4 separate regions of the Mus musculus genome follow, and all the other regions are linked to region 4. Evidence: chromatin contacts called from public Hi-C, HiChIP or PLAC-seq and promoter capture Hi-C data. All regions are on one chromosome and are shown on one strand. Each heading gives the region's core, a stretch centred on a gene start, on an enhancer-like site or on the middle of the called end of the contact. The rest is flanking DNA. Distances are from core to core; before and after follow the strand shown. Region 1 overlaps Zfpm2 (zinc finger protein, multitype 2). Region 2 has its middle 19 kb from the start of Gm41311. Region 3 has its middle 63 kb from the start of Gm41311. Region 4 holds the start of Zfpm2 (zinc finger protein, multitype 2).

Evidence for each region. Promoter capture Hi-C pulls out the DNA fragments that hold promoters and counts their contacts. Hi-C and Micro-C count contacts between places; a contact is called where the count stands out from the background. HiChIP or PLAC-seq counts read pairs in DNA pulled down with a chosen protein or histone mark.
Region 1: an H3K27ac HiChIP or PLAC-seq map of embryonic fibroblasts shows a contact between it and region 4, with 3 times the contacts expected there. The contact joins the enhancer-like site here to the promoter of Zfpm2 in region 4. A contact is called at or near these places in 9 of 39 promoter capture datasets (the 3T3-L1 cell line, 3T3-L1-derived adipocytes, embryonic stem cells and 3 more), 5 of 484 Hi-C or Micro-C datasets (Sertoli cells, adipose-derived mesenchymal stem cells and embryonic fibroblasts) and 12 of 115 datasets of contacts at active chromatin or transcription factors (the NIH/3T3 cell line, astrocytes, cardiomyocytes and 9 more).
Region 2: a contact with region 4 is called in a Hi-C map of cerebellar granule neurons, with 2.7 times the contacts expected there. The contact joins the enhancer-like site here to the promoter of Zfpm2 in region 4. A contact is called at or near these places in 6 of 39 promoter capture datasets (cancer-associated fibroblasts, cranial neural crest, frontonasal cranial neural crest and 2 more), 15 of 484 Hi-C or Micro-C datasets (the HL-1 cell line, Sertoli cells, adipose-derived mesenchymal stem cells and 8 more), 6 of 115 datasets of contacts at active chromatin or transcription factors (embryonic fibroblasts, embryonic hindbrain, fetal liver and 3 more) and 2 of 9 other capture datasets (embryonic tail and pancreatic islet).
Region 3: a promoter capture Hi-C map of hippocampal neurons shows a contact between it and region 4, with 2.3 times the contacts expected there. The contact joins the enhancer-like site here to the promoter of Zfpm2 in region 4. A contact is called at or near these places in 2 of 39 promoter capture datasets (hippocampal neurons and liver) and 2 of 115 datasets of contacts at active chromatin or transcription factors (embryonic forebrain and forebrain).

Annotation. Positions count from the first base shown.
Region 1 is chr15:40,956,489-40,962,155 of GRCm38.p6, reverse strand. All of the region lies in intron 5 of Zfpm2 (zinc finger protein, multitype 2), which reads right to left. Among named protein-coding and RNA genes, the nearest start is that of Gm46502, 210 kb to the left of the region's middle. Within about 2 kb of position 3,830, at least 55 of the 459 cell types and tissues checked have an H3K27ac peak or open chromatin away from gene starts, as enhancers often do. A contact at or near this core is called in the NIH/3T3 cell line, adipose-derived mesenchymal stem cells and embryonic fibroblasts, where this site is marked.
Region 2 is chr15:40,359,097-40,365,329 of GRCm38.p6, reverse strand. No RefSeq gene overlaps it. Among named protein-coding and RNA genes, the nearest start is that of Gm41311, 19 kb to the right of the region's middle. Within about 2 kb of position 2,904, at least 13 of the 459 cell types and tissues checked have an H3K27ac peak or open chromatin away from gene starts, as enhancers often do. A contact at or near this core is called in the HL-1 cell line, cerebellar granule neurons, cerebellum and 1 more, where this site is marked.
Region 3 is chr15:40,277,641-40,283,032 of GRCm38.p6, reverse strand. No RefSeq gene overlaps it. Among named protein-coding and RNA genes, the nearest start is that of Gm41311, 63 kb to the left of the region's middle. Within about 2 kb of position 2,367, at least 8 of the 459 cell types and tissues checked have an H3K27ac peak or open chromatin away from gene starts, as enhancers often do. A contact at or near this core is called in hippocampal neurons, where this site is marked.
Region 4 is chr15:40,652,681-40,658,470 of GRCm38.p6, reverse strand. It overlaps Zfpm2 (zinc finger protein, multitype 2), which reads right to left and starts at 3,429. Exons shown (of 8, transcript NM_011766.5): 1 at 2,888-3,429. The coding sequence starts at 2,927.

The DNA.
Region 1 (5,667 bases), core at 2,581-5,080, 300 kb before region 4:
GATACTTCTGGGGGTAGCTTTCAAGATTATCATCTGTTTGACTGACAAGCTAACATCCTCACATGATAGTGATTCACCTCTCCAAAGACCCTGCTTTTCATTTCTCATTTTTATACACATAACACTGATATATCCCCAGTTCTTATCATTTGCCAACAGTCTAACTTAGTTTCTATCCCTCAAGAGACACAAGCTTCACTCATATATGGATCCAAGTGGGTTTAAAATATTTTTTTCTACCACATGTTAGCACATCTCCCTCATTAAGGTAACAATGATATATTACAGGCTTATTTACTAGTAAACCCACCATGACATCTGTATGAAAACAAGTATAGATTTGCATACATGACATACATTAATAACTGTAAATGTGTAAGCAGACTTGGGTCAACACAATACTAGTAAGCCATTAGCACAATTGTAAAACCTGGCAATGCACAGAAAGAAATGGAAACAGCAGAGAGTCCAATATTTGCTGAACACGCGGCCATTCTGCTATTTGCAATAGAAAACTCTGTTAACAATAACTCCATCATTGGTGGGGCCGCTTGTCTTGACCTTGCAAACCTCTCCACAATGACCCTTTGAATCAAAACTGTGATTTTCTAAATCAGCCATTTTCCCAATCACTGATTCTCAGAGCAGGCATAATAAACTGCTCATGCCTCAAAATGTATTTCCCATTTTAACAGAACATAACCACAAAAAGCCTCAGACGATCATGAAACAAGTTGGGTTTCCAGCGTCACGTTATCCTGTGGTGCTCTGCAATCAATTACTGCTATACCACCATCATTAATAATTTTCTTAATGAAAATGATTCTGTTGATCTCCGTTGTATTTTAATTATCAGAGTTAAGCATAATTACACTGCAGCTCTGAGCTGGCATGTGGACTCCTTTAGGGCGCAATTTTGTTTTAACACACTGATAATGTAATTTTACATTGTGTCAGTTTGTTTGGTTATTATCCAGTTGTACAATTCCACTGTATTCCAGATAACAGATAATAACCTTAGTACCTCCTATATCCTGAAGTCATTTAAAAAGCAATATTGGAATTCTAAGACTAGCTAACTTAATCGTCTTATGATTTTATAATTCCCACTGCTAAATATTTGGTTCAGGCACTCACTTTCTTTCAAGAATACAGTAAAATGAGATGACATTCATACATTTTTTATTAATTTACTCAGTATTTAAATACATTTTTAAAGGTGAACACTGTTTTCTTTTAAAATTAGTTTATTATTTGTATGATATTAGACCCTCTGGGTAAAGTTAAACACTAGCTGGCAGACTACTTTGAAAACTGGCTATCATAATGTTCAAAGCTATTGTAACAATGTTCAAACAAACTTCAGCAGACCCTCTGTTTTAAGATGAATCATGGTGCTGATAAGAAAAAGTATTTGTTTTTAAAGATTGATCAGTTTGATTGGGGTACAGAAAGTTTCTTTCCCGAGCTAGATCACGTTAGCATTTCTATCATTATTTTATCAGTGCCTAGCACAGAGAAGAAAATCAGTAAAGTATTAATTTATTAATTGCATGACTAAATGTGTATACAAGTACAGCTTGGAACTTTGAATATTAATCTGATTAACATAGGTTGTGCGATCGCTGCCCTTTCTGTTTTTGAGCATTTCCTCTTCAAAGACAAACCAAAGGAAGAAAAAATAACATCACTGAGAAGCATTAGTCAATATGTCAAAGAAAAAACAATAACCTATAATCTTGCGCTAGACAATGGTGGCTTCAAAAGCCGTACCAACTCTTTAAAAAAAAATAGTCATGAAACTAGTCCTGAGACTGAATGCCAGCTTCTTATTACAGGAGCTACTTGTATTGCTGAGTTTCATGCTTCTGAGCTGCAGCTTTCTCCTCTGTAGAATAGAATTATTCTGCTTGTATCATGCAGATGTTGGAATAATAAACAGGATTGAAAACAATGAGAACAGTGTGTAGAGTAGAAAAAGTTTAATGCCTGATGAACAGCTATTATTAGTATTAATATTATCATCACATTAATAATCACACTAATATAAGATTGTTCAGTTGTTGGAATCAAAGATCAAAATGAGAGAATCCACTCCTACATGTGTTCTCTGACCGCTAATGTGTGTCATAGCACATGTGTTCCATACCACTCACACAAATATTATATACAAACAGGTACACAAATAAACAAATAAATGTTAAAAACAGGGAAACATTGTGTCCTATTAATAACAAAGTCAATGGTTTCTTAAGGCATCAGGTCTCCGAGTTTATGATATATTTTTAAGGCTAGATAAGTAGACTCAGTGCTACTTAGTGAAAGCTATAGAATTGTTCCTTCTTAAATAACAGATAGGCATGTATTCTTATACATCATCACAAAGGCCTGGTGCTATTGTCTGCTAACTCATACTTTTTTTTTTTTTTTTTTTTTACCCTAACGGTAGACTTGGTTGAATGGATAGTAATCAGGGGTATTACAGTTGTCTTAACACACACAGACAGTCTAGGTGTTTCCCCATAAAAATTCCACCAAGAAGCCACTGGAACACTGTACCATGGAAGGCTATGAAAACAAGTGTCTAGAGAGGGTACGTGATTGGCGTTGAATTCATGTAGAGCCTTTACAATGATACCATGCTCTCACATATAAAAGAATCAGTAGTAAGGGGAAATGAGGGCTATTTAATAGTATTTCATTATTTTGATTGGCATTTTGACTTAGTACAGAGACCTAGTGAGTGAGTTATTTAGAAATACCTGCATGAAAATAAACTTTGAAACTGAGATGATTGAAACAAACACCATACAGAAGAAACTAAAAGTTTAGCTTTGAATATTCCGATTAGTTCTCTCATATTTTTCATAGAAAAGTAGCCATGCCTCCTACTCCATGGAAAGAAGAGAGTACTTAGGTGGTGGGTTTTAGTAGCATTGGAGCATGCACACTTCTCCAGCAGTGTACTCTTTAACTCCAGTGTGGGGCTGTTGAGTGTGTTGCCTCTGGAGATAAGGAAATGAGAATTATCTGGGGTCTGTTGAGAATAATGGCGACAAACAGATGACCAACAAACCTGGCCTTTCACTGTCTGGATGACCTAATTACTTTCTGGAAGGACATGGGATAGTTGAGGCAGGAAAAACACATCAGATTAGGAATGTTAATGTCAAAAACTGTCTTATCTTTTCTTTTGGCTAAATAGAACGATTCCAGCTTGTCAAATAGCTGTAAGTGACAAAAATGTGACTTTTAAATACTTATTTTATGGATGCTTAGAAAATAAAAGCTTTATAGTTATATTTATTCTTGGCATTAGCTATATTTAACAGTATTTTAAGTAAGTCTGAGTCATCAATAGTAACAGGATGAAGCCTATTTTTATTCTTTAACAAACACTACTAAAATTTTCCCAGTTAAACCACTTTTATAAAATGCTATACATACAAAATTTATATTTTATTTAATGATATGCTCTGAGATAGTTGGGTCCTGTGGTAATGGTATTGACACAGAATTCACAAGTAGTGTGTGTATGTGTGTGTTTGGCAGGAAAACAAATAAGGAAAACAGAAATGTCGGCAGGAACCTATATTTTTTCCTTAGTGAAAGCTCAAAAGACTTTGGCACTGATGGTCCATATGTTCAGGTACCTGGACACTGCCACAGGCAACCCCGTGCTGTGGCAACAGCTCCAAGGCTGTATTTAAGTTACTAGTTTTTATGACGCTACTGGCTCATGTCCAGCTAGTTCTTTTAGGCTTCCAGCATAGCATAGGAATGCTAGTGAGAGTCATAGTGAGTCACTGTTTCTATATTGCTCAAAAGTCATGTTTTCACTGGTGTTACTGTACTGGCAGAAGAAGTCTGGAGCTAGCCGCCACTTCCTAGCTGCTTATACAAGGAAGGGAAGTCAGAAGACAGAAGCAGACTGAAAATAGAGTCTGGGCAACTGGATCAAGCTGTTCCTAAACTCCAGGATATTCCTGTAGTCTCAGCTATACAAGAAGATTGTACCCTCTATTCTCCACAAAAATGCACTATACATACACCATACACACATATACTGCATGGACATATATATACCACACACACACAGACATAGACAGAGACAGAAAGACAGATGGACCGAGGGACAGAGACAGAGACAGAGACAGAGAGACAGACAAACACAGAAACAGAGACAGACACAGAGACAGAGACTGACAGAGACAGAAACAGGCAGAGAGACAGATAGACAGATGGACAGAGACAAACACAGAGACAGACTGAGAGATAGAAACAGACAGAGAGATAGATAGATACAGGGACAGAGACAGACAGAGACAGACAAAGAAAGACAAAAACAGAGAGATAGATAGACAGAGGGACCGAGACACACAGAGGTCAGAACCTATAAAACCACAAGACTTATTTCTATATTTTTCTACGACTCACAGAAACTCAGGATACTCTGCCCCCTCCAGTGTCAATCTGAGTACTCAAAATTACCTTCAATCCTTTCTGAAGCCTTGGGAGAGACCTGGGTAGCCTGATGTGGTTTCCCAAAGTTTGTTACTCAGGAAAGCACTGTTATGGCACTAACTGCAGGAGAACTAAAATACATTTTCAATGACTGCAGTAATCGGCCAAGCATTACTGCCAACATACATGGTGAGTTTTCAAGACTAATTATAACATGCAGCAAGTATTTGGTCATTGGCTCTTCTTTAATTTTAGGATCCTACAGCATATTTGGGGAGAAATATTATACTTTAAGATATATTCTTTATGAATTTAGGGTATCATGATCTGATTGTTTTGAAGGAACTTATGATGAAATGGTTGGATAGAGAAAGGTAGGATCATATTGCACAAAGAACACAGGGTTTGGAGTAGCAAGGACCTGGATTAAAGTTTGCCTCTATTTGTTAGGTTGTATGACTGCAGAACATTATTTGGTCTCTCCCAATCTCATGCAGAAAGTGGAGAAAACATGAAATGTCTTAAGGCTTCTTATAGAGAGGATAGCTTTTAGTGTGTAGAAATAAACCTTATGCTAAATGAACGTTTATCAGCTTCATGACCACAATCCACAACTTACCTAACTAGTTCTCTTACCTATCTTTTGTAAAACAGAGACACATATCTGGTATGTCACAGAGGATGAGAGGAAATGATGCACTAAAGGGTTCATTGCAGGTCAAGTATAAGTCTTATAAATTCAACACTGGTGAGTAGCCTTCAACAGCCAGAAAGAAAAAAGGAACAGCAATTCATGATATTCATTATTTGAAAACCTTCTATGTGATATGCCTATTGCAGTGATTTGCAGCAAGTCATCTATCCAACCCATCAATTAATATCTCTTCCCTTCCTTCCTTCCTTCCTTCCTTCCTTCCTTCCTTCCTTCCTTCCTTCCTCCCTTTTTTCCTTCCTTCCTTCCACTTTGTTTGTGCAGAGAGATTGCCTGGTCAATGGCAGAGAATGAATACAGCATACTCCTTATTCTCAGTAAATAGACAGTAGATGGGATAGGAAAGAGAAATAGCTAACTTCTTGCATCTGCTTTTTTGGAACATAACAATTCATCATAAGAAAGACAATGATAATCAAGAGGAGAAGTGTCTATGATTTGTTACAAGATTGGTAAAGAGGACCTAAGGAGTGCCCCAAAATAATGGCCAT
Region 2 (6,233 bases), core at 1,655-4,154, 290 kb after region 4:
AAATACCTAATAAAAAATGGAAAAAAATAAAATAAATGCTTTCATTATATGCTCCCAGAGCTGATGGCTCATTTCTTCTATGAACAGGATCTTCTATCTGAATTTGAGTTGTGAATGTAGCTTCTAAAATACATTGGCCTTGTAGGGTAAATGCCTGCCCACCAACACTGCCATCAGTACCATCACACCTTTTCCAATGTACAAAAACTTTGAAACAAATTGTTTAACAGTTGAAATGATAGTACCATAGATTCTAGGTCTTGTCCCATGGTCAAAAATCCCAGATAGATGACTTCCTATAGGCTCCTTTTCCATTGGAATGGGGTATGCTGCTGCCACCTTACAACAATAAAAGCAGAATCTGGATTTTTGTTTTCTGAATCCCATCCATTATCTTCCATGGGACAATGAGCCCAAAGGGGACAAGGATCATGACTGTGCTGCTTAGAGTGTGGTGCCCTGCCACTTAGAGCAGAATATAAAATATGCTTCATAGATGTCTAATAAAGAATTCTTGTAGCAGTTGAATCCCTCTGCATGAGTTTCACCACAGGCAAAAGAAAAAGAAAAAGGAAACAAAAAGGGTGATAGAGGAATAATCATTCAAGTCCCAGCAGAATCATAATCACAGTTTACAGTAAAGACAAATATGATAATGGGCTCACTCAGAGGGACCAACTGCAAAACAGTGTTCATGATTTTCTGATCCTAGATGAGCTGATAAATTCCTAAGTTTCCATCACCAAATGGGTTAGTGAGAAAGCCAAATGAGATCATAGGCATGTAAGCACTCTGTGAGCTTGAAGCTGCCTGCTGTGGAGGTTACTAGGAAAGAACTCTCTCAGCCCATATCATTCTGAAAGTACAGTTGAGGCATTAGTTTAATAAACCTGTCATTCTCTGGGGTGTTTCATGAACTGTTGCCATCCCTGAAATCCTAAGTGCCTGTTAGATTCCTTGTGGATGACGAATAAATATAGATTGTGTGAGTCATGAAGTCAAGGGGGTGGGAGGAAGCAGGAAACTGTCCCCACATCCTTAGAAGACAAAGAGAATTGGAATGCTCAGAAAAGTTTGGGGAACTTCCCAGTGCACATAAGCCAACATTACAAACCACTAAACCAAAATGATCATTCTGTCTGCTCAGCAATAGGACAAACGGAAGATCTCACATCAGTTAAGACAGGAAAAGAGAGAAAAACATGTTTTATACTATCTAGAGACAAGTGATCACTTCCTCAGCCAATCAGTTTGGTTGGTTTATTAATTCACCAGTTTATTATTCAACAAATAGAGAAGGTGCATACCCTCTTCCCCTACGCTGGGCTCTCTGCTTGATACTTGTTAAAAAATAAGTGCAATGTACCCACACAGAGCTTGCAGCGGGAGAGATGATCAGTAGCCACTTTGTGCCTTTGGTTCTATGTTGGAACAGCCTAGTTTCTCACTCCAGGCTTATTCCACTAAAGAAACTATGGTGGCCAACAAAGGAGTAGCTGCATGCGTGTGTGCATGCATGTAAGTGTGTGTGTGTGTGTGTGTGTGTGTGTGTGTGTGTGTGTGCCCATACACACGCAGATGCTTATATCACAGCGTACATTTGGAAGCCAGAGAACAGCTTCTATCACTTGGGTTCCAGGGACAGAGCTCCAGTTGTCAGGCTTGGCAGTAAGCGCTTTTAGACCCTGAGCTATCTTCACTTGTTGCCTTACCAGACACAATATTTCCCAGCCCCCATGTTCGTCTTGCTGTTTTTCACAGTGGATGGAATGAAAATGATAGGAGATCTTTGGCATAAAGAAGCGGTAATCTCTGCCCTAACTTCCCATTCTTCCTGCTGACAAGGATACCTAAAGGATTGCTGACTACAAAGAATACAGAAACTTTTTTCTATTGGCGTTTTGAAATGTATTTGTTAAAGCCACTAGCATTTCGCTCATATTAAAAGTAACGTAGGTAAAGGGTGGAAAAGAAGGAAAGTCACAGAAGCGTGGCGTGCACAAGGAGAGTGAATAATCCCTGTGCTTTGGAGGGTGAATGTGGGAGGGAAGGAGATCAACTGGAAAGGTAATTTGGATCTGTGAATGACAGGCACAAAGTTTGAACTCTCAAGTAAACAGAGTTCCAGAGAGAAATCAGATATGGGATACATATCTCCTTTAAAGCCAATAGAATGTTTGTACTTCCCATGTGTGCAGTGGTCAGGAAAAATCCTGGGCCTTGGATAACAACTTGTTTATGACTATTAAGTAAAAAAAGCCCATGTTCACCTGCCCTTGTTCACATCCATATTCTTATACAGGCACATAAGTACAAATGTCTATGTGCATGCACATTCACATGTATAGCCACAAAGCACTGACATTTAGACATGTAGGCATACTGTACAGACACAGAAGCATATGTGCATACATAAAATATGAGTATGCCTATATGTGAAGTTGGATGCACATGCACACAAATGTATTTTACACATAAAGTGTTATACTAAGCAGTATTCCAAACGATGTGCTCTCTTATAGAGGCAATTAAATACCTATGTATTGATTTCTCAGCTTTGGTCTGACTTAACAGTGACCTAAACATTGTCACTGGGAGAAGGGGAGTGGCACTTTCTTTAACTATAGCACTTGCACATTACTTGTGTTTTAACAGTGTTGTGAATCCAACTTTTTGTATTTGCCTCCTGAAAGACAGTTGGTAATAGAAAGGGTCTTGCTCAAGGGAAAGCAGAAAGCACTTTCCTTTTCTAATTTCATTTCCCTTCCCCTTTCATCTTGTTCTTAAAACATGCTCTTCTACAGAGTCCACAGAGCCTTCTCAGGTGAGTTCAGAAGGTCCCCAGAGCTGCCAACAGATCTCCTCCAGCGAAAAGCGTATGCAAAAGGCAGGCTGCTACCCAGAGGGATACAGCAGATGGCAGGGTCATTGTGCCCAGCTCAGATGGCTTACCCAGGTGGAAAGGTATCACGGAGCTGGAAGCAGAGCTCTGGAAATTATTCCTGGCCCGCTTCACCTTCTCATGCTGACAATCCCACATCCTTCTGAGATGTGAATTTTGGAGGCTGGAGAGCCCAGATGCAAGGTTTGATTTCTCCCGGAGAGAACAACTTGGTTTGAGCGCCTGTTTCTATAGGGGACATAATGGCCACAGCACTGTACATTGCTTGCTAGCAGTTACTGGTGCCTAAATCAGTTTAATTTTCTTCCCTTCGTACGATACTGACTTACCTCAAAGCCATCTCTAACTGGCACACAGAAGCCAACAACAGCTACTGCTCAGCAAAAGCCCATATGGAATCGCTTGCTATGAGTGTGGCTTAAAGTCAAAGCTTTGTGACTGGCCTGCAAGAGGAGCAGCAAGGGAATTACGATCAGATTCAACCAAATGTTAGATGAAGGCAAGCAACGTTTTCCCTATAAAAAATATCTTTTCTTGGTGTTTCTCTTTTTCTAAGAGCCACAAAAGAATGAGAAAGACTCAGACTGCGAAAGTCTTGCTGAGAGCACCTAGATCTTTCTGACGTTTGTCTTCAGAAAACAAATCGTATCATATCCCAATTCAGTATCTTCACAGTTACTTAGGTCAATGTCAGCACCCATTAGGTGACAGCATTGAAGATGTCTACTGCCAGAACAGAGGAATTCTTTTTATTCCATTTTTTTTTTGCTGGTGAGATACTGTCTACCACAGCTATTCCGTTCCGGTTGTATCTTGTCTCTTTGTCGCAAAAGTCACAGTGTCAGACAAACAAATAAGTAACCAACTTCTAGTGTGCCAGGATGAAGAGCTCTTGCATTAAATTGGCATTTGAAGTCGCTGCTCAGTAGCCCCGTGATGTACTTTCTTTCTCAAAGTCGAGTTGACCTTGAACCTGAACAATGTTTAAAAGGCAAGAGTGAGGAAATGTTGGCTGTGCTTTTTCAAGAGATATGACTGGAATAGAATTCTTGGACTTGGAAAAATTGTGTGTATGTTTTTATATTTCTATGTTTATATTTTAATGCTCTGTTCAGTAGCCTTCAAATACATCAAACCTGGAACTTTGCCTTCAGTGTGGCCATATCCCATCCCAAGTGTTTCCCATTCTACCCATAGGGAGGCATCTAAGAGCTGACAAGATACTGACTTTAGAGTCTCACTACCTAGGCTCTGCAAATCCAAAATAATCTCATAAATATGAATTTCAATAAACCTCTCAGGTAACTCTTAAAACCCAACCAGAAAGCAATAATTGAGCCAAAAGCTAACTTCAATGTCAACGTTTGAAATTTCCTTTAAGGAAATCCTATAGACAGGATTGGTCTAGAATTCTATTTTGCTGAAGGTAATATTATTATTTTTCATGATGAGAGGTGGAAAAAGAGATGAATAAGAGGACATTATATAAAAGGAAAGACTGGGTACTTTATCCCCAATTCCCTAGAGACAGAGATGCAGAGAGAAATACCTGTGCGAAGTGGATTCAGAGGATGTCATCACAGGGGAGAGGAAGAGAGAGGTAGAACAGGAAACACGGGGATCTAGACAGACACATGGCCTAGCTTCAGCCTCAGACCATAGAAAGCTTTGTAAAAGGGAATCATTGTGTGTAATAGGTCCCACTCTGAGGTCAAGGTTAAACATTTGCCTCTCCTGTAAGTCAGTCATTTCGTTCTGCACTACCTCTGAAAGTCAGGCTCATGATCCCCGGTATGTTTCCTTTGGTTTCCTTCCGCTGAGGACAGTTTGTTCTACAGAAGCAGCAACAATTGTGAACTTAGAGAACCAACACTCCCCCCTAGCAATTAGGGGAAAAAATGGATCAATTCAAACCATGCCATCTGGAGGTCTACCTTCATCATCAGCTACAGGGAGGAACTGGAGAAGGCAATAAACAATTCCCAGGAAAGAGAAACATGAACAATGGATGCTCTGCTGTCTGCTATCATAGTCAACAGCCATAACAGCACTAAATGCTAGTGTTTACTTCCCAAGGTATGTACCACAGAGACACCACACAGTTCTGGATCATTGAACATCGAAAGCTTTACCAGGAGCACCTGATCTGCTCTCTCCAGACTCTATGAGACTGAAAAGGACTAAGCCACAGAAAGGCAATATGTCACAACAGGCCATAGAATCCAAGAGTTGACCAACTAAGAGTTCATCTCTCCCTAGTGCACAGGATAAGGCACTATTGCATTATCTTTAATTCCAGGGGGAAAAATTGTCCTGTTGGTTAAACTGAAATACAGTACAAGACTACTATAGATTAAATTTTAAAATTTCAACCATTAATGTGAGATAAAAGCCTATCTTGGATAAATTAATGCAGCTTACATTTTCTATCTGACCCAACATTTCTTAAATTATTCTGTCCAATAAATCTCTTCTGAAACCAAAGATACACTTCAACTTCAGCTTTCCTGCCCATCACTCCATAGGCCTCATTTAGGAAGGGAATGTGCGGCTAGCAATGACCCCAAGTTGGTTCCATTATCACTACATTTCTACATAGTTCTCACAAATCCCTATGGTTAGTGTTCCTAAAAGTCAATAAGCATTTGACAGTATTTTACTAAACAGTAAATGTTAAAGACTCCCACTATTTCCCTTCTTAAATCAGGTCAATGACCTTTCTGTATTTCATACGCCTCTCATCCTCATTTCCAACCAATCCTACAACTGTGATGCTCTTTGCCCTTCCAGGCCTTGCTATTTAATACACTTGATGCTTTACCCCTGTAAAAATTTTTCTTTACAGTTTGTTAGCTCACATGACTTGGGTCTCTAGATTATCCTTGTTCTATCATGTCCATCTTGGAACCACTCATCCTTGTGGTAAATATAGTATGAAAATATTATAGAAAGCATTTTATTAGTGTGGGTAGGTATCTATGGCAGCACTTATAGATGACGTTATATGGGTTTTCTCCTTGTGTTTCAGAGACTTACGAGCCCTTGGGGTTGTATCAGTGTTTTCAAATGCACATTGCACTCAGCCGACATGACAAAATTCCACACCTTGCCTCCCTTCCACCTCTAGCTGAGTTGGGCTTGCCTCTGTCCGTTTCTGCGGATGCCCTATGTCATCATGACAGTGAGTCTCTGTGGCTGAATTGCTAAGTGTCAATGTTGCGTTTCACTTCTCCAGCACGCTCATTTCTTATTAAATTGTTAGGGTTTCTACTTTTCAAAGATTTTCTGTTGAGCCACGTGAACTTTTGCCTTTGCTGACGGTGGAATGTGG
Region 3 (5,392 bases), core at 1,118-3,617, 370 kb after region 4:
GGTGGCTTCTGGTATTATGAGTGTTGACATCATGACCAAGAAGAAAGTTGGGGAGGAAAGGGTTTTTTTGGCTTACACTTCCATACTGCTGTTCATCACCAAAGGAAGTCAGGACTGGAACTCAAGCAGATCAGAAAGCAGGAGCTGATGCAGAAGACATGGAGGGATGTTACTTACTGGCTTTCTTCCCCTGGCTTGCTCAGCCTGCTCTCTTATAGAACCCAAGACTACCAGTCCAGAGATGGTCCCACCCACAAGGGGCCTTTCCCCCTTGCTCACTAATTGAGATAATGCCTTACAGTTGGATCTCATGGAGGCATTTCCTCAACTGAAGCTCCTTTCTCTGTGATAACTCCAGCTGTGTCAAGTTGACACAAAACTAGCCAGTACAGTCCAGTGCCTGATGTGTGTGATGTCTTCAGCAACAGGGACTTAACTTCCATCTCTGGGGAGGCAACCAAAGGTAACAGAAATAGCCTGTAATGTTTTAGGAGTCTTTGGGACAACCCTGAACAACACTCAAAAGAAGACTTCTCATTCCTGGTATTGGGGTTCTCTTGTTGTCTTTGGAAGGTACTATGCCCCATGAGAGAACTCATAGCCTTTATATTTAGATTGATGTTCTTTCTATTATGCTCACAAGGATCCTTATAACTGAGTAAATTAACACCATATGTGATGACCTCAGATATTACCATGTAACATCAAAATATCAGTGACGAGGAACACATGGGTAATTCTGGTCCTACAGTACTATGTGATCAGGGCTGAAGCTCTGATACAGTCAGAGATAGGCAGCCTTTCCCATCCTTGTTGCTTTCCTGCCTAAAACAGATGGAGATTTGAATGATCTCAAACCTTTAACTTTTCAGGGAAGGTGACTAAGGGTTGGGAAACCTGGATGCCTGACAAACATAATTCATGAGTGTTTCATTTGCAATTTGGTTTTTTAGCCCTCAAATATACAAAAATGATTTAACCATAATTGTGTCTCAGAAATTACCAACATTACTGGCTCAGGCATATCCACCTTACTTTAATGATCTATGTATGTTAAATGTAGTAATGGATATTCATAATTCCACTCTCATACACAATCCAGTCCTTGTTTTCAGGTAACCACGCATGGCTTGTTCTTCTATACACACATGTGCAATGCTCACACAAACACTGTCTTTCAAAATCACAACCAAACATAGGTTGTATAGATACCATTGCTTCGGTTTGAAATTGATTGTGAGGTAGGTGATCTAAGTCTTATTTTTGACTCAGTATTGCATTACTGAGATCATTTGCATTGTAAAATGTATCTGTTATTCAATTATGGGGGGAGGGGACTAGCTCTGTGATATTTCTAAGAAGTGGATTTGAACTCCAGTCTTGTATATGAAAGTGCAGCCCCCATCCACTTTGTCCTGTTCCAGCCTCCCATCCCCTCTAGGCTTGTAGCCTTTTCTCCTCTGAGTGTCATTTCAATCAGAAAGAACTCTTCCCCTGAGCACTGAATTGCAACCAGGAGGTGGCTGCCAACCAAGCCTCATGCAAGTCTGGCCCATAATCTGAAACATGTAAATAAATTGGCACTGAGTATCTCTGGCATTGTGGGGGGAAAAAGGAAGATCAAGTTTACAGAGGTATGCTAAGGCCTGGGAGACAGTCTACCTGGGGAAGAAGAGAAGCTCACAGTCACAGCTGACTGGGCAGTGGGGGGTAGAAGTTGAGGACAACTCACACAGTCCTTTTCTTGGGCCAAGACCCAAAGCCAAGCATGGTGGAGACCTTTGTAGGCAGAGCTCACTGCCATGTTGCTATGGCAATTCTTCCTCCAGCTTAGAGGCTTGCTTTCTCTCCAACAACGCTCAGTTTCCAAAACCAGAGGGGTGAGAATGGTAGAGGAAAAGTTAGAACTGTTGAAGCCAAGTCCAAAAGACTCCTACTGAGAGAAGACCCTCCCCCTTCTGCTGTGTTTACGTGTCCTACAATAAGACCATAACTTTAACTAATTCATTCTAAAGTTCAATTTCTTCCCAAATGATGATAGCTAATTCAGGTAACTCTGGGTTACAGAAATTTCATTTGTATTGGAATGTGAACATACTTTATAGGAGTAACCCTCCATGTTCAAACACACACACACACAAACACACACACACACACACACACACACACACACACACACACACCCTTCTGCTAGAGTCTCTAAACAAACAACAGATTGTATTGCTGCTGTTCTGAATTTTATGCCAGAAAAACAGGGATTTAAAAAAAAAACCTTCATCAAGATTCAAACCAAATGTGTGCCTCTACCAAGTTGTATACCACACAATTATGAACAATTCATGAATGTTCATTGAAGCCCATGCCTGCAAAGATTCAGGAAAATTGTTGCTCAGACCAGCTCTCTGGGGAAGGACCATATGTGAAAGGGAGTCAGGTATACCATCTGCATGATGCATCCCCAAATGCTCAGATAGTATTCTCTGTGAAATTACTCATGGTCTCCAGCATACAGATGGACAGCTAGAGAGGGGGAAAATAGAAATATGATATGCTCCTCACTGCTTCATGCATGATCCATAGAAGCAATGGTTTGCCTCTTTATTCACTGAAAATAATCTTTCAAAGAAAACCTTCAAAACCAGACATGGGAGCACACACATGTAAGCCTAGCACTAGGATCTCATAATGCAGAGAGGACATGGAGGTTTGGAATGGATGGCTTAAATTAGCACTCTGGAGGCTTAACACAAAGTTTGAGGTCAGCCTATTATACATAGCAAGTTCCAGACCAGCCAAGGCTATAAGGTAATTCCCTGTCTCAAGCAATCAAACAAGCAAGCAAACAAACAAACAAAACCCAAAACAATCCCAAAAACCTCTGCAAGGTCACAGAGACAGAATTCAGGATATTATCAATTTAGGCCACCAAGCTACCATGATATAAAAATCACCAGATATAAAATCACAACATACTTCCCTTTCCTTACTGGAGCAAATCATCTTGAAACTTAACGATGTCTGATGCTTAAACATCCTTGTAACCAAGAGTCTTCCTAAGTAGATAATTCATAGTAGCTAAGTCTCTGTTGTATTATCGAATCATTTTGATGATCTATTAAAAGCACAACGAGATGAAGGTGCTCAAAATCCTTTTTTTTTTTTTCAAATTGAAAAAGTACAGCCATCCCATAAAATTAAAAATGAAAGCCTGCCCATTCATCAACTCTAATGGCACTACTGGCACATGTAATTATTCTATACATGACCCCAGGCAAGTGACTTTAATCTTCCTATGCCTCATTTTTCTCATCTTTAAAATGGGAGTATAATTAGTTCCAGTGTATCAATCCAAGTAATTTTGATGATTAAGTGGTTTGTTATGCATGAGAAGAACATGGCCCTACACTAAGCATATAGTATGACCTCAGTCAACATTAGGCCTTCTCGTTCTGTACCTAGATCAGATATCTATCCACTCTCAAAAGCAGAGTAAGGAGATGCCTGCTTTGTGAATTGCACACAGGCTCTATCAAAATACCAGTGCTCAAAATATTGTTAAGCATCCATTTTTCATAATTTGCATGAAAATAGGAGCACTGTAAATTTTCTAAAATAATGACAGTCCTATCTGGCCAGAGGTGACTGTGCTGCAGTGGTCTAGTGAACTGAAGTGAAGAAACCATATGCAGGGAAGAATCCAGGTTGTGCTAGGGCACAGAGTCTAACTTTGGGGCATAGATGGGGCAGCTGGGCAAGAAGCATCAGCCTGGCAGCAGCTATGCCTAAAGCAGCTCCTCTGAATAAAAATTTCCAGCCGACTGCACATTGAAGTGGCAGGGTCATGAATGGCCTTAGGGTCTGAGAGGCAAGAATGTGTACACAATCTAAGAAGAGCCCTTACTCCAGAGATGTATGAAGAGGAAGGCTCACCCCACCAGTCTCTGGATACACACACACAGATGCTAGGAAAGATAATTCCTCCTCCAAAGCTGTCATCTTTGAAGAACAGAGGATGGTTGCTTATTATAAAGAATTTCATAATTCAGTAAATGTACGCCTTTGCAAGGCTCATGGCATAACATGATTTCAACCTCTAATTACCCACAAGGGGGGAAAAATCAACCTTCATCTCCATGATGAATTGACAAATATGATGTAATCAACTTGTCTGTGACAAGAGTCATCATGAAGTCCCAGGCTTAAGAGTATCAAAAGACTGAGATATCATCTAATTCACCATTCCATTGTATGGAGACAATAAGATGGAGGGAGATTTGTTCCCTGGCCCAACACTGTCACAACTTGTCCTACTGTCTAGGAATGCAACAACTCAATGCTGTCTAATTACATTGCAAAACTCCATGGCGCCAACTTAGACTCAGGATCCAAAGATTCTCTTGGAGATGGACCCATGCTTCAGCAGTTAAGAACATTATTGCTATTCCACAGGATCCAGTTTCAGTCCCCAGAACCATCATGGTGGCTCACTACTGTCTATAACTCCCTTTCCAGGTGGTCAAATGCTTCCTTCTGGCCTCTATGCCTACTATGCACACACACACTTTCCAAACATATATACAGACAAAGCACACATATACACAAACTAACGTAATTAACAATAAAGATCTGTAACATAGTCTCTTGATCCCACTGTTCATAGGCCACCAGGGGCCTCTTTCTATCTGGAAATTTGTTAAAAATCTTGTCCTCCTCAACTGCAACCAAACAAAGATGTCAGTCAAATATGTCAAATATGTCAGAGATTTTTCCATCCACCTTCCAAAAATCTTATGCTAATATACAATTTTAGCCTATGAAATCCACCCACCTTTTAAATCTTTGACTCACCATAGAAGCAAAAGTAACATTAGTTGGTCTCCTTGCCAGATCAAGCATATCCATAAATAACCTTTGGTTTGGACATGGTGGAATTTGAATATGAATATACTATTTAAAATTCTTACTCACTGAATAGCATTTTTAAAAAGTAGATTTTAAAGTCTAGCAGTCATAGAACAACTTAACAGCTATCTCTACATGAGCTGTTTGAGCTAAGGCAGGGTAGAGCATGATTCAAACCTTTGCTTGCTGCTATGGCTACCAGCAAAATTCCAGATACCATGATTTCAGTCATCATGTGTCCTTGGGTCACACCTCGAATAAAAATCTATACTAGCCCATTTCATGCACATATTATGAATGAGGTATAAACATGTCTGTGTGCCAGCACCAGAAACTCAGAGGAAGCCGTTGCACTATATCCTCTTCTCTCCTGACTAATGCACCAGTACTAGGACTTGCTCCCAGCAAGTACACAGAGATTATGTTAATGTAATTCATTGGAAACAATTGACTTAACACTTTATTTTTCCAATTTAAGTTTCACTAACTT
Region 4 (5,790 bases), core at 2,180-4,679:
ATCATCCAAAGTGGTGGAAACGGAGAAGGAATTATCAGGCTTCTGCAGATTGCTGGGCTGGAATTTTAATGGTAATAATCGGGTTTCTGATGGTATATCTTCTCCGCTTATCTTTCCCATTATCTCCTCTTATCTGGCCAGTCATCATAGCAAATTAATGGTGCTCTTTCAGCGTCGCCTTTTTATCGCTGCCCGGAGAGCACCCAAGGGGAAAGAATAAGCAAAATATTAAAATACTGCATAAATCACAATTTTAGATAGCAGGGAACTGTATGCAGTAAAAGAAAAAAGAAAAAGAAAAAAAAAAAAAAACTCTGTGCCCAACAACCTTTTTGTCCTTTAAATTGACTGTCTCAGAGTTTCTAGTATAAACTGACTTTTGCTTGCCGTTGCTGCTGTAAACTGGGTATGTTTTTATCAGCTGTACCAACGCTTTATTTTCAAATCCTGGATGTTTCCAAGTTTAAAATGTAATTTTCGTAAGTGCAGGAAATGCTTTTGTTTCGCAGAGCATCTTCATCTCATGGCTTAAACTTAACATTGATGCAGAATAGCCAAAGAAATTGTGTTAATTTTAATGGAAAACAGTGTACTTCATGCACACATCCTAAACTGGAGGGAGAGAGAGATCGTGGAAAAGACTTTGAGTATAAGAAAAACTTCTTCCTCCAAAAACACCTACCTCATATTCCTGGACAAGCAAAAGGGGACAAGGGAACTGTAGAGTGCAGCCAAAGGGACTTTTGAGCTGATCAAACACATTTAAATATCTCCTCCCCAAAAGCTTGGAGATTGCACTACTCCCATCTAACAATTCAAAAAGCTTTTGGTTTTCATTTTCCTTAACAGTGGAAGGAGAGAGGAGGAGTTCACATTTGCATAGATTGCCACTGTAATCCCAAAGTGAATCCAAGACAAGCCTAAAATGCACAGATATTACAAATGTATAAACAGATCAGCAGAGAATGATGCCTATGAACAACTACACAAATATATAAAATATATTTATTTGCTCTTTTCCCAATTAAACAACTTTCACAGATTTTTGGTAGTTAATAAATCACACCACTCAAATAAGCCAGCAAAATGTTTTACGACCTATAACACAGAGTAGCATCAGCAATTAGTTCCAATGCTTTAATCTTCAATTATATGAGGTGGACATAGAAGAGAAAAAAAAATGAATGTAGCTAATTGAGAAGATAACAAAGTCTTCCCAAGTAGAATCAGATGGTCTTTGTAGCATACAATCAATTAATATTAATTATTTATTAACAATCTAGGCGACAGTCATGAACTAAAACCATTTGCATTTAATGTTTCTAACCACTTTTTTATACTAAACATCATTTGGTACAATAAACTGTACAATGTAAACAAAAGGCTCTGATCAACTCAGCATCAAAACGGAGAAGGTAATTAGATGGCACAGAGAACCCAAAAAGTGAAAGTCTTCCAGGACAGTGTTGCCACAGGATTAGGTAGGCTTTCCGCCAAAAGTGAGGTCCACTCCTTGGTTTGAAATAAGTTGTTTAGACTGAGAACTGGCACACAGGGACAGAAATCCACTGAGTTAAAGCCAGGGAATTACATCTGAGAGGCAGGGAGTGTGAGTGTACTATATTATGCATATTGAATAATCAACTGTAGCAAGCTATGTATAGCCTGCCCCCAATCTCAAGGACAAGTTGTATGATAAGATTTATTTTTAAACTACACCAAAAAGAAATTCTGACTTGCATGTAGGGTACCTATGAGGTAAGGGTAATACTAAAGCAATATACTAAAATTACATGATAATTAGTTTTAAACGAGTAGCCAGATCCTCAACAACACGGAAAATCAGAAATACATCACAGAACTCATAAAATATTATTGTTATTATTATCATCATCATCATCTTCTTCAAATTAATAAGGCCTTTAACTTTTTTTAGATTAAAGGATTGAAGATATATTGCAGGCCTATCGAACACACAGGAATAATTTTCCTAAGGTGAAAAAAGTTGGCCTAGAAGAATTTAGTGAGATTGTGGATTTCTGGCAGGCAGGTGTCTCTGGCACCGCAGGGACCCGCACCCAGGGACCCAGGGGTAGGGGTCAGGAACTAGGAACAGCACCAGAGTATGGGCTACCTTGAACTCAAATCCTGTGAGCCCAGAAGCAAAGGAGGCCCCTCCCAGTGGGGACTCCGCTCCTTGACCAGTGGCAAACTGAAGCCCGCCCTACACAGTGTCCAGGCGCCGTGAGTGGGACCCACCCGAAGTCCCCGGGTGCAGCCCAATACCGCGGCAGGCAGGGAGGGGGTGCGCGGCAGGCAGGGAGGGGGTGCGCGGCTGTCTCCAACAGAGGCGCGAACTTTTACACCTACTTTTTGTTTCACTTCGGGTTTGGCAAAGCGTTTGGTACCGCCCAGGACTGGGTCCCCAGACACTGATTTTCCACCGCACTGGGGAAGTTACCTCCCTAGCCCGGTGGCCTCCACCAGCTCTGAGAACTTCATCCCGGGTTACCAAGACATGCTCCCAAGAGTGGTAGGCCAACCGCCAGGACAACAACAAGGACAACAATCATACTAAGCTCTGCGGGAGCGGATTGTCCTGTTAGATTTCAGCATAAAAAGGGCGACGATTGCAGCAAACCAGAGTTGAAATAACCGAGAACCCGGGAGCGCGAAGGTTGGAGAAACACTGGGCTGCGGCTGCCCGGCGCTCCAACTGGCTGTGCATCTGTCTGCGGCCGTCTGGTTTTCCCTGATAGCTTGCAAAGTTTGACAAATCTCGAGGACTAGGAGCGGATCTCCCCGAGTGTCTCCCATCTTTCCCTCCGCGTGCGCCCCTCTCCCAGGAACCGATCCCACCAACTCCCAGTCCCGCGCGCAAACTTACGTTTGATCTGCCGGGGTTTACTCTGCTTTCGCCGGGACATTTCGGCCGCGGCCGCTGCCGCTGGGGTTCCTGCGGTGTCTGCGGTTCCCGCTACGGTTCCCTGGGTTGTCGCCGCCTCTGCCTCTGGGCAGGCTCGGGCCGCCGCCGGTCGGACTCCAGGTGCTCCGTGCGCTCGGGATCCCGGAGCTAGGCTCCTCCGGGAGCGGCGGATCCACGTTTGGAGATGAGCAAGCAAATGAGAGGCCGAGCAAGGGGCAGAGAGAGTGTGACAGGGAAGAGGGGAGGGGGCGACGGATAGAGCGATGGGGCTGTGGGGGGGAGGATGGGAATCTAGGAGCGATCGGCCAGGCAGAGAGAAAAGGGGAAGAAGGGGGTGGAGGGGTAAGAGAAGGAAGAGAAGGAGGGAGGGGAGGAGAGAGCGCAGGGGGACCCGGGCTGCGAGGGGCGGAGGGTGCGGGAGGAGGCGCGCGCTCGCTCTCCGTGTCCCCGGCTGCCGGGCAGAGACTCAGGCGCCGCCGCTGCCGCTCCGGGCCGCGCCGCGCTCGCACTGCTGCGGGAGGTGGCGAGGCGCGCGAGGGAGGGGCGCGCCCGGGCTGTGGGGAGGGGAGACTATGCCATCAGCGAAAGGAGGATTGGCTGCATCCAAAGCCAGTCCGGATGCAAACTCACAGCCCGGCCTCGGTCGCGTGGAGTGCAAGGGGATCGCGGCGTGGGTGGGAGTTGAAGGGGTTGATGGGGTGGGGGGAGACGTGAGGTTTGGAGGGGGCCACCTTCTGCATTTGTCACCGCGTCAATGCTGGGCAGCTGCCAGGCCACCCTTCCCCCGCTCCCCTTCCAGCAACTTCTTCCAACAGCCTCTTCCAATGGACCCTCTAACTCTCCTCCCTAATGCCTCGCCCATCTAGCAGGGCACAAAGAAATCTCAGTCTCCTTCCATAAACTTTGTGCTTCCAGTTACTGCTCCCCTCCTGGAGCCCCTGCCCTCCGCCCTCACAGTTTCTTGGCAGGAAGGTTAGGCCACTGGCAAAGTCCCCAGCGAAAGCCAGCTGATCACAAATGCCAACTGTGTGTCTTGGGGCCCGTTAAGTCCTCTCATCTGCCTGGGCTCTCAGGAGACCATTTCATCGCTGTCAGAGTTCCCAGGAGACTGCTGCGGACCCGGACCATCCCCCACTAGGCCCACAAGAGTCGGGTGATGAGCTGCGCTCAAAGTGCTTTTCTGCATCTTGCTTGAGTTTCCATTTGAAATAGTAAAATCCCGGAATCGGAAGTCAGGCAGATATTTTTCTCACATCCAAAAGGACGAAGGTTAGCTAGATTATTCGTTGTAGGTAGGAAGGGAACTATCATCTCTAATAGGAAATACTAACTTTTTATGAAGTCTGTGGAAGTTCTGCAGCTCCACCCTGCCCCCATGACCTTCCATTCTCCTAGTTCTGCCACAGGGAAGCACCGTGGAGCTAATAAAAGATTTGATCTTGTCCTAATTTTTCAATCAGGTAAGACCCAACAACTATTTCCTGGTTCTTTGGTTTATTGAGTTCTGTGTCTTTCTTATTTATTCAATGTATGCTTACGGTTTGAGAAATGGTAAGGCACAAGAGAACATTATTTTGAGGGGATTGCATAGGATTGTTTTTGTAAAATTAAGGTGAGCAAGGTTAGCTTAGGTTCCCACAGTTTTGCATAGGGTGAGTACAAAATGCAATTCTTTCCGGTGTGCTGAAGGGATGGGGTTGTGTGGAATCAGCTACTTTATGTATCATTATTTACTAATAAACTCCTGTGAAGTTGCCATGGATTCCCTAGATACTGCCAGTTTCCCCAAGGAGGCTATGAACTTGTCCACTCTGACCTGAAATTGTGTCCTCTTTCTTTGGTTGACTAGCATCCGTGTGAGCATCACCAGATGATGCTCTAAGAGGGTCTGGGATCAGCACAGAGCCTGGGCTGATTGAGCACAGTGAAGGATGGCAGGAGGCTCCATGTACAAAAGGCACTCTACTCAGTGTTGATGATTACTCCATCAGAACATCTTTTTAAAGGTGTAAAGAGTTACCTCATGAAAGGTATGGCTGAGCAAATCTTAGCACAAGGCTGAAGGCCACTTGTCTTATTACATCACATTAGCTATATGACCATATGAGGTTATGACAGTACAGTACATGGTCCTTGATACGGAAAAGGCAGTTAATGACCAAGTCCCTGCCTGCAAGGGCCAACAAATTATGATCCTAAGTACCATGAAAAGCAAGGTTATTTGTATTTGTGTGTGTGTGTGTGTGGGGGGGTTAAAAAACAGAGACTGGAGCTTTTTAGCCCCCTCATTCTCAAATCATTATAGTTGAATTGGCATGCACAGAATCTTAGAATTGGATTTATTGTACGTTACTGTTTTCATAGATCTTTCATAGAATTGGCTGACTTACATCACCCAAAAGGAATGTCCCCTGGAATTAAAATAATACAGCACTTAGTGTTTCTTTTGGCATCTGAAATGGTTAAATATGCAAAGCAAAAGAGATACCAATAAATCAGACCTCAATATTCAGTTTAAAAGCTGAAAGAAATAAAAGTCAGAATATTTAAGGAAAGGTTGATAAAATAACCAGAGTACATTGTTACAAATAGTATACTACTTTATCTAAATGCATAAATGTTTATCAATTCCAGTTTGTATGAATGAAATAAACTGAACACTCCTACATCTATTTCTCATCATTTTTAAATGAGACTATGAATTACATTTAAGGTTCAATTTTTATTTTCTCTAGTTTAACTCACCATGATTATAAAATGAAAAGACAGCAAACCCTATAAGCAATTATCTCTGTCCAAATGGATCTAGCAGCTCCAAACCAGTTACATGGCTACCAAACAATGATTATGAAAACCACAGTTGA